Regions from separate parts of the Gossypium hirsutum genome. Here region 2 is linked to region 1. Evidence: chromatin contacts called from public Hi-C data. All regions are on one chromosome and are shown on one strand. The core of a region is the stretch at or near the end of the contact, and the rest is flanking DNA. Distances in the headings are between cores, read along the strand shown.

Evidence for each region. A called contact is a pair of places that touch in the nucleus more often than the background predicts.
Region 2: a Hi-C map of leaf shows a contact between it and region 1, with 2.5 times the contacts expected there. The contact joins the promoter of LOC121208298 here to the promoter of LOC121207953 in region 1. A contact is called at or near these places in 3 of 34 Hi-C or Micro-C datasets (callus, hypocotyl and leaf).

Annotation. Positions count from the first base shown.
Region 1 is chrA10:18,435,383-18,440,632 of Gossypium_hirsutum_v2.1, forward strand. LOC121207953 reads right to left here and starts at 2,222. Exons shown (of 4, transcript XM_041078501.1): 1 at 1,857-2,222; 2 at 1,467-1,755; 3 at 1,124-1,380; 4 at 845-931. The coding sequence starts at 2,222. The coding sequence ends at 845.
Region 2 is chrA10:18,596,090-18,601,202 of Gossypium_hirsutum_v2.1, forward strand. LOC121208298 reads right to left here and starts at 1,886. Exons shown (of 3, transcript XM_041078852.1): 1 at 1,681-1,886; 2 at 1,236-1,288; 3 at 1-756. The coding sequence starts at 1,766. The coding sequence ends at 635.

The DNA.
Region 1 (5,250 bases), core at 972-3,471:
GGAGTTTCCTCAACCTTAAACCTCCACACGTTTTAGGTTCACAAAAGGAATCCCATCCAACTAGAGACATATTTTTTTGCCTTTCAGAAAACCTCCAGATAAACTGTTTAACCAAACTTTCAATCTCATCACGAATTTTCCTAGGTATCATGGATTGCATGAAGTAGCTAGGGGTAGATAAAAGGATTGATTGTGCCGGAGTGACACGCCCAGCTAAGTTAAATTTTTGGCTTCCCAACTTTGAAGCTTTCCACGCACTTTCTCCACCACAAACTAAAGAATGCTACTAGTAACCTTTTGGTGAAAAAGAGGAACTTCAAGATAGTGACCAAGATTATGGACACGTTGAAAGGTGCTAATCAAATTCACCATATTATCATCCACTCCTTTAGAAAAGAAAATGTTGGTCTTCCTAGCGTTAATTTTGTTCCTAGACAACGCACAAAAATCATCCAGAATGGTTTTTTAAACTCCACCATGCCTTGAATCAGCTTTACTGAATCTGCAAAAAATAATGAGAGATAGTAGGCCCATTTCTAGATAATTAAATAGGGCTTTATTTACCTTTCGAAATAGTAGACTGTATCAGATGACCAAGCCACTTTATACAAAGTACAAAAAGATATGGGGAAAGAGGACACTCTTGTCAAACTCCTCTAACAGGTTTGAACTTAGGTAATGGTACTCCATTCCACATAACCTGTATAGTAGAATTGGAGATAGAGGATATAATAACATTAATAAGAAAGTCAGGGATACCTGCTGCTTGAAGAGAAGCTTCAATGAACTCTTAACTAACTTTGTCATAGGCCTTCTCCAAATCTATTTTGATTGCCATCCATTTTCATTTCTTCTGACTTCGCATTTTATGGATCACTTCTTGAGCTAAGATGAAGTTTTCATTAATGTTTCTCTCAGCAATAAAACCAGCCTGCTCATGTGTAATAATATTAGGGAAAATATATTTAAACCGATTTGCAATAACCTTCATCGTCAACTTGTAAAAAACCGAACTAAGGTTAATAGGCCAAAATTGGCCAAAAGTATCTGGATTCTGGACCTTCAGAATAAGTACGATCAATGTGTTATTCAAATCAAACTCAATAAAGTTTCCTTCGAATACCTTTCGAACCAAGTCACAAACCACTTCCCCTAGGGTGTCCCAATGCTTCTGAAAGAAAATGGCATGGAAACCATCACTACCTGGAGCTTTAAGAGGTGCCATATCAAACATTGCCTCCTTAATCTTTATATTTGACACCGGTCTCCCCAAGAAACTAACGTCAACTGGATGAAGTTGTGGGAAACCACTTGGAGGCAAATTACCCAAAGGAGCAGGAATTTCCCTATACAGTCTTTGAAAAAACTCATTTGCTTCACCTTCAATATCCTCAGGGTCATAAATCTAATTACCTTCAGCATTACGAATAGCAGCAATGCGATTATTTTTCTCTTTTATAGAGTACGAGTATGGAAAAACTTTTTATTCCGATCCCCTAATTTCAACCAGTCACACATTGCTTTTTGTTTCCAAAGAAGCTCTTCATGATGAAGAACATTCTCAAGCTCTTGACGGAGAGACAAATCCACTTGATTTAAATACAGGAAACCAAAGAAATCCCTTTTCCTCTGAATGTTAGCAATTCTTTTAATAAGATCTCTCTTACGAGTGGTAATGTAACAATAAACATGTTTATTCCAATACTTGAGATCATGAGTGAACTTTCCAAGGGATTCAGCTATATTAGAGAAGTCCTATTTTTCTTTCAAAAGGCCCTAAAAATCAGGATGCTCTGCCCAACTAGCTAAAAATCTAAAAGGCCTCCCCCTAGGAGTGAAGAACTCGGATTTAGTACCAAAAAGAGGGGACGATGATCCGATTTAATCTTTGGAAGGTGAGTAACCATGTAATTAAGAAAATTGCATAACCAAGCTTCATTTCCCATAGCATGATCTAACCTTTCAAACAAAACCCCCTTATGCCAAGTAAAAGGAGGCCCTCTAAAACCTAAGTCATGAAGTTCAGCAGAAGCTACAAAGTTACCAAAATATGGGCACCTTCTACCCCTTGAAAGGCCCTCGTATTTCTCAGAAGATGAGAGAATTGCATTAAAATCTCCAATAGCAATCCAAGGGCTTTGACCAAGTGGAATAGAATTCCTCAACTTATTCCAAAGAAGTTGGCGCTTCTGTCTATTAGGGCTTCCATAAACATAAGCCATAAAAATTGGATACGATGAAGACAAATGCCAAACTCAAGATAAAATGAATTGTGGATGACTATGAATTACTTCGAGACAAACATAATCCCCCCATCCTAACCAAATACCCCATGAGAAACCGATTACTTCAACGCGATGGGAAAACTAGAATCCCAACTTAGCAATAATGCTATCAACCTTGGAACCACTAATTTTCGGCTCAAGCAAGCTAACAATATCTGGTTTATGCTCCATGTTGTATTTCCGAAAAATTCTAAGGAATTTAACGTTTGCACAACCCTGACAATTCCATAAAAAGAAAGTGATATTCATTAAAAAATAATAAAAAAGGTATCATACCTGGCTTTCAGGACCGATATTGCAATCTGACTTTGAGACTGCACCATTGACCTCGACATTCGAATTTCTAAAGATAACTTGAGGGGATAAAAGTTCCGCCATTGCCACTATAGACTCAGCCAAAGGAACACGTGTGTTTCCAGAAGATTTAAAACAGTTCCCTCTCGTAGTGCGAAATAAGTCTTCTTAGTATTCTAACTACCACTTTCTCTACCACCGTTTCTTCTCTTTTTGAGCTCATTTGACTTTGAAATCGAATCCGACTCTAAAAATTCCACAGACCTTGGTTCCGAATTATCCTGATGAATAGGATTAATATTTTTATTAAATCTAACTGCAGAGTGCTTTACCTAGATCAAGAGTGTTATTTGATATAGATACTATGAACCCCTCGGATTCATCAAAAACAAGATTGTAGTGTGCTTTTATTTTTTCCAAAACTCCAGCTTCATTATTCTCCTGCACTTTAGGATCCAATTTACCTTGATTAATTGCGTCACCCATAGAGAAGTTTTTAATAAAATTCACCTGCTCCGAACCTACAAATTCAGAAATGTTCAAATTAGAATTGGACAAATTTTCAATAAACCCATTATTATTTCCCACATCATCCCCCGATCCCATAAGCATTTCCCCTAATTTCTTGTTCAAAGAAATTTTGGATTTTTGACCCAAATTTTCCTTATCATTATTGCCCAGAATTTCCTTCGAATTAGACCCTTTAGAAAGGCCCAAATTCTTGTTTTTCCTTTGGCCTGTAGCCATAAAGGAATTACCAACTTTTTTATTGTCCCTAGAAACTATTCTCTTTGACTTGTCAGCCAAAACATCATTCAAATAAATCCCTAAGAATCCTTCAGCCGACTGTCCAATTTTCATATGTGAATCCTGCCCCGATTTCATATTAAAATCCTGCCTAGATTCCGTGCTTAAATTTTTCCTTCTAATAGCGCCAAGAATTTAGAACTAGAAGGAAATTTATCTTGCTTCGCCGAGATCCCCGTCGTGGAGTCACGCTTCCCTCGCCGTGAAAATTTCTTTTCCACCAACAGCCCAAAATTCAGGCCATTTTCTCTGCTACTGAAAATAGATTTCCCCCATCCATGATCCATGCTATCCATCGGAATAGATCCCATCACTGCCGTTGGTTTGTCAGAAGTTTTGTCTGCCTTGTTAGCTAAATTCGTAAGGTTTTGGCTCGACACAACCAAATTACACATCTCCTTTACATGCCCATACTTACCACAAGCGAAGCACACGATCGGAAGGGCTTCGTATTCAACACGTTGAGCAACTTCGTCAACAAGAACCTGCGAAATCAATGGCCTATTTAGATTAAGGTACACGACTAACCTAGTAAACCGTCCTCTGGTCTGATTATCATTCTGCAAATCCAGTTTAACCACCTTCCCAATGAGACCCCCGATGGCTTCGATAATCTTTCATTTATAGAGATATCCTGGGAGATTTGATAGTTGTATCCACGCCATCACCGCACTCGGGTAAGGTTGCAAGGGGCTAAAATGTTTAGTCCATGGTTGTACGGTTATGTACTGACCATAACCTATTCACGGGCCCTATGACAAAACTCTGTTATAGTCATTGAGAGCTTGAAATTTCACAAAAAAAAATCCATTAGTAATATCCATTATCCTAATAGAATTCACAGGTTTCCAAAGGAAAAGAATGCTATTGTGAAGGGCGTTGTAACCGATGTTACGCCCTAGGAATTTAACAATGACCGTCAACTCCATTTCTTTGAAGAGAATTTCCTTCACACGATTTGAAAAATCGATCCAGGAATTCCATCAATGATGGAGGTATTAATGTCCCCTTCGAGTAGTTCAAATTCATTCTCATTCCATGCGGAAGGTACATCTTGGTCAAATTCAAAGGCTACACCGTGTCCCCCAGCAATTTTTCTTTCCACGACATACTCGATTGTGATTCAAGATCCACAGCTATAGTAGTGTCTTCATCAGCAGCATTCTCTTTAAATCTTACTTTTTTAGTATTTCGATCATCATCAAGGGAGCGACACCCTCCCCATCGTTGCCGGAATTTTGTGAAGTTGAGAGCATATTCAAACTTTTGTTACACATAGTGGTTCCCCAACCATTTTGAAATTAAAGCAGTTGTGCATTTATTATTATAATATATTTTTTTATATTAATGATGTGTAAACTTAAAACCTTAAATGTATAATCAACTTTATGGTAGATAACAATATATACAATTGACATTATATAATTATGGTAGATTATTAATTACTGATAATAATTTAATACATTGGCATTGAGAAATTTAAACTCCACAAGCAAGGTTTAGATTTTATCACATGTCCTATTTATTTATTTATTTTTTAATTTTTAAATACAACTTATTTATACATGGAAAAATCTCAACCTTACTTGTGGAGTTAAAAATTTCATCACCAGTGTACCAAATGATTATCCCATTAATTATATGTAACATTATATAAAATTATGATATTATAATGTACACTTTTATATGAATGATATGTAAGTTTGAACACTAAAATAGGGATGTCAATTGGGTGGGGCGGGGCAGGTGCGAGTACAAAATCCAAAACCATCCTCGCCCCGCGACCCACAAGACTAAAACCATCCCCGCTCCACCACCCACGTGGTCCCTAGACCCATCCAATCCCCACTATACTCGCCCCGCA
Region 2 (5,113 bases), core at 636-3,135, 160 kb after region 1:
TCCTTTACTTGACTCCATGCAAAAAAAGTACATAAAAGCCATAACATCAATTTGGATTCTAAAGTTCCATGCTACCCTCCATTGATCAATGACTTGGTAATTAGGACTAAGAAGTTATCAACTACAGATTTTGCAAAACCATTTTCCCCCTAAGTTAATTACATCAGTCAAAAATATCAGCAAAAAGTCTACCAAGGATAAATAGAATAGAAATGTAAGTGTACTTGTAAAGTGTTCAAATCTTGTTACAAGAATGAATCAATCAAATGAACATTACTTAATGAAGTGTCCACAAGGAAAATTGTCCTTCACAAATAAAAAAGCTTAAGCTATCTGAAGGAATTCATACTTGCATAGGAAATATGTACTTACTTATCCAACTATTTTTGCATTTGTTCTTATCATGCTTAAACACCTAAAAAGAAGTTCTACTAGCAATTTCTATGATGAACGAGAATATTAGCTAGAATTCAAGATATTTGTCTTACTAAAGCTTAAGAAGTTATCATCTTGAATGAAAATAATATGCAAAAGAGTATCCCACAAGCACATCTATCAGATATAACACTTTCATTAAAAAGAGAAAGAACATATATAAATCGAAAATAACATATAATTGTTCAATAGAAGAAGCTTAGCCAAGAGCTCTCCTTTGCACTTTTTCAAAAACATCCTCCATAGAATGAGCTTCACACAGATTGTTGAAGAACACAACGCCATCGATCAAATAAAATGAGTAGAAGGGAAAAGCGATCCCTAATGACAACAAATAACAAGTTACAAAGATAAACAATAAACCACATGAAAACAGAACAGCCATAAAATTCAATTTTGAAGTGCCAAAAGCTTGCTAAAACAAATGAAATATTTTATCTTTAACATAAGAAGTTAAAAAAGAAGAAAGTGAGGTAACCCATCCTATTTCATTCTACAAACCCGGGCTTACCTTTCCAAATTGAATCCAATCAATACCCATTCCATTTCCCACTTTCTCCATCGACCCTCGATTTGCACTTTCAGACCCAAAAAATGTTTCAAGAAAACTTTGTAAACGACAAACTATATCTAATAATCATAAATTCAAGTATTAATTGGTTCATGTCATAGTTAATATTTATACGGTTAATAAAATCTAATAATACTAAGAACCCATTTTTTACAGAAAAAAAATCTACCAGAACTTTAAGAAGCAGAGATGAAAATGAATGATTGTAAAAGAAAATATGAAACCTTACCTTTGGTATGGTTGGTGAGAGCACCGATGAGTGAGACAGGGAGAAGTGTTTTCCTAAGGTAAGAGGAACACAATAAAGGAGGAGGTGAGAAATTGTTACAAGTGTAAAATGTTTGAAGAGAGGTTTTTTCCTGAAGCGTAAAATGACTTACGGAAATTTCAGGAAAAAAGCGAAGGTTTTTCCTTTGACTAACAAGTTTTTTTTCCCTATGTTTTACAGAATCAAACACCGAAAAATTAAGAAAACATTTTCCGGAAAATAGAAGTAACAAAACAGACAGACCCTTAATTCGCAACTTTGTTGCCTTCTTGAACCACTTAGGAAAAGGAAACATGATCAAAACAAAGACAACAATAAAGAATTTCTTGTTTAATAGCAAACTATTCCAACATTCACATGAAGAAGGCCATTTATGCAGTCAGACTAAAAATGACATGGGACCAACCTCTGTCTTTTGCTTTCAAGCACGCCACACGGATAGCAAAAGCTTTTGCTGCCTCGATAGATGTTGCATAGATCAAATCCAACCATCCATCAGAGCTCTATCATGATCCTGAACAGTAAGCCAATACCAAACATCCTAGAGACATGATCGAAAGAAGTACCTAAGTTGCACAGGTGGTGATTCTATTATATTTTGTATTTATATATATTTACATATGCAATCTAAGAAAATATCAGCTAATTTTATGGTTTTTTTTATTATCTTTACATTAAATATAATTAATTTGATGGGATTTGAGCATATTTAAAGTTGTTTGTGAAGATAGATTTGTGCTCTAAATATGAAAGTTTTGTTTCCATAGATGTTTCATTATCGGGAAAAAGTTTTTTTAGGTAGCTGTCAAAGTGCTAACCAAATCAGTTAGAAATTAACTTAATTGATTTTATGGATGTGTTCATATTTGATGATCTATATTGTGGAGTAACAATTTTTTGAAGATTGGATTGAAACGAATCTTACATAACAAATCCCTTGATTTGTGAATATTAGATTAAGAGCACTAAAAACATATATCTCAACAGACCACTTTATATTGCTCTTTATTAGAATATTATATTTAGCTATTTTAGCTATTGTTTAATAGGGATTGTAACCGGCCACTAGTATGTTAGCAAGTCTCAAACTTCTATATATTCAAGAGACTTATATAAGTTTAGGTACCAAGTTATTGAGAGTATTTATCAGTTCATAGAAAAATATTTTTGTAGGAGTGCAATTGAGAGAATATAACCTTTTGTTGTTTGATTTTTCAACTTAACTTCTAATGGGAGAATTTAGAAGTAAGAAGTTTAGTCTTTGAATACAAAAGTGAGGTTATTATACCGAAGTGCGATAGAACTAAGGTCACTTGTTGTATAGAGTTCAAAGATAGTGAATTAATCTCACTTGTTGTATCGAGTTGTGTAAACAATTTTTGTGTGTTTTTTTTTGTTGCTTATCACAATGTCTTTTGAAGTGTCCACTTTCACTACTAGTTGGGTCACCACTTACGTGCTGGAAAAATTCAGTTTAGACAACAATTTTTTTTGCACATTGGAATTTTTTTTTTCTAAAACCCAACCAATTGTGTTATTTATAACAATAAACTCTTTATCAAATTTGTACTTGTGTTTTGAAATAGGCAGTATAAGGTGTTTCTTGACTTTCGACTAATACGATTTTCTCCACTATTCTCAAACCTCAACTTGCTTAAAATGTGGGTTCTAATTTACAAACTGAAGAGCGCTATGAAATTTTCTATTGATGCTCAACGGGAATATCAATCTTAAAATTAGAATTTATTTAAAAGAATAAATCTCACAGAATTATGATAGACTGGCAATACTTAGCATGGTGTCTGTTTTTACTTAGTTACTGGGCTTTATTTATAAAAAAAATCACAAGAATTTTAATTGAACAAGTAAAAGTAAAATAATAATATTTTAATGGAAACATACACAATCTCTTTGGAATTGACTAGGGTGGGTGGGACACCCTCTTGCACTGTAGCGTTTTCTAGATCTTCATAATATTCCTTGACTAACTCCAAGGCATTCAAGTGAATAATGTATCTATTTTGAATGCCTAAAATCGTAGTTTTCACCTTCAAAGATAAGATCTTAAACATTGTTGTAGATTAGGCTTGAAGAAGCCATGACCAATTTTATTTTACATACTCTTTGTAAGAATCTTTAACTCTGATTACCACTTTATTGGAGAGAATCTAAAGATGGTGAAGGAAAAAACACTCAAGATGAAATGAATTCTTCTTCTTTGTTTTTTTTTTTTGGGTAACTCACATCACTTCTCTTCTTTTACAATTTTCTTACAATCACTTCATCACTTACAACCCTTGTTCCAAGTCACTACTAATTTCTATTCATGCATCTTAAAGTGACTCTTGATCTATTACTTTATGCATTTTAGATACGTACATATTGTCCAAAATTTTCTGAGATGATTAGAGGCTTGAATGTTTCTTTCGTAAGCAAGATGTTGAGGAAAGTGGTACGGAATCCAAAAAAGTAATTTTTATTTAGTTAAATTGACCCTTGATTTGGGATGTACTGTAATGAGGCAAGTTTGCGGTTGGGTTTATGAGAAAAATGATGAGATGAAAGTTTACGAGTTGTTGAAGTCTCGAAACTGTGGAAGATGGTTTTGAGTATATAAAGCGCACAAGCAGTAGATACAAGAGTTGGAGATGGTAGAGAAAATGGAGGATAGTTTCTTTTCTTTCCTTTTTGAGGAGATCATATGCATTGATGATTATTCTTGCTGAGTTTATTTCTTTGAGCTTAGAAGGTGATTGAGGCTGATTGTCAATTCAATTTCTTATAATGTATGTTTGGTGTTATTATGCTTTTGTGATAGGTTAAATTATACTATTAGTCCTTATATTTTATAAAAGTTATGGACTTGGTTTCTGTATTTTAATTTGATCAATCTTAGTCTCTATACTTTTCGAATTAGTCAATTCTAGTCATTGTATTTTTTGAATTTTGAAATCTTAGTCCTGATGCAAATAGTAGTAGCTAAATTCATTGGATTAAATTTAATTATTAATCTTGTACTATGTGTGGAATTATAAATTTAGTCCATATTTTTCTATTTGGATTATTTTAAGTCTCTATACTTTTCGAATTTTGAAATTTTAAACTCAACACAAAAGACGTCGTTAATCCATTAACTAAACTTTTAGTGAATAATATGTGAAAATAACAAACCGACGTGATATTACACATATGATAAGATATTTACCTGATTAGATTTTGAAAATAGCAAAATTTAACTAAATTAATTTAACAATTATAAGGAATGAAATTTTAAAATTTTAAAAATATAAATACTAAAAATAATCAAATTAACATATTTCACAAAATACAACAACTAAATACAGAGTTTAGCCTTTCTGATATGTTCTATTGTCGGAAGTTTTAGGCCTCTTAGGCGGTAGTTGTGGTCTCATCGTTAGTTTGCAATGTTGTATGTCCTCGCGGTTTATGAGGTGTTATCGTGCAATTCACTGTTAAGTGGTTTTTTCTTAATAAAATATCCTTTTTGTTGAGTAAATTGAATCTAATAAAGTTTTTTAAGCAATTATGCTAATTTCTATTTAGATATTACAAAAAATGATAAACATCCAATTTAATGCCATGATTAGACACCCTTTACAAGCGAAAAAGTATCTAATTTCAGCTCTCAAAAACAATTGAATGGAAATGTTAAAAAGTTGAAAAGAGAAAACAAGAAAGGAATAAAAGTGAAGGCAAATCCAGGGAGAAGCAGGCAAGGGCAAGAGCAGGCCGACACACCAACTGATAAGGATGCAGCTGCAAGGAATCCTCCTTTCAACTGCGCCGAATCAAATAGCTGTTTATGGCAACACTTGCAC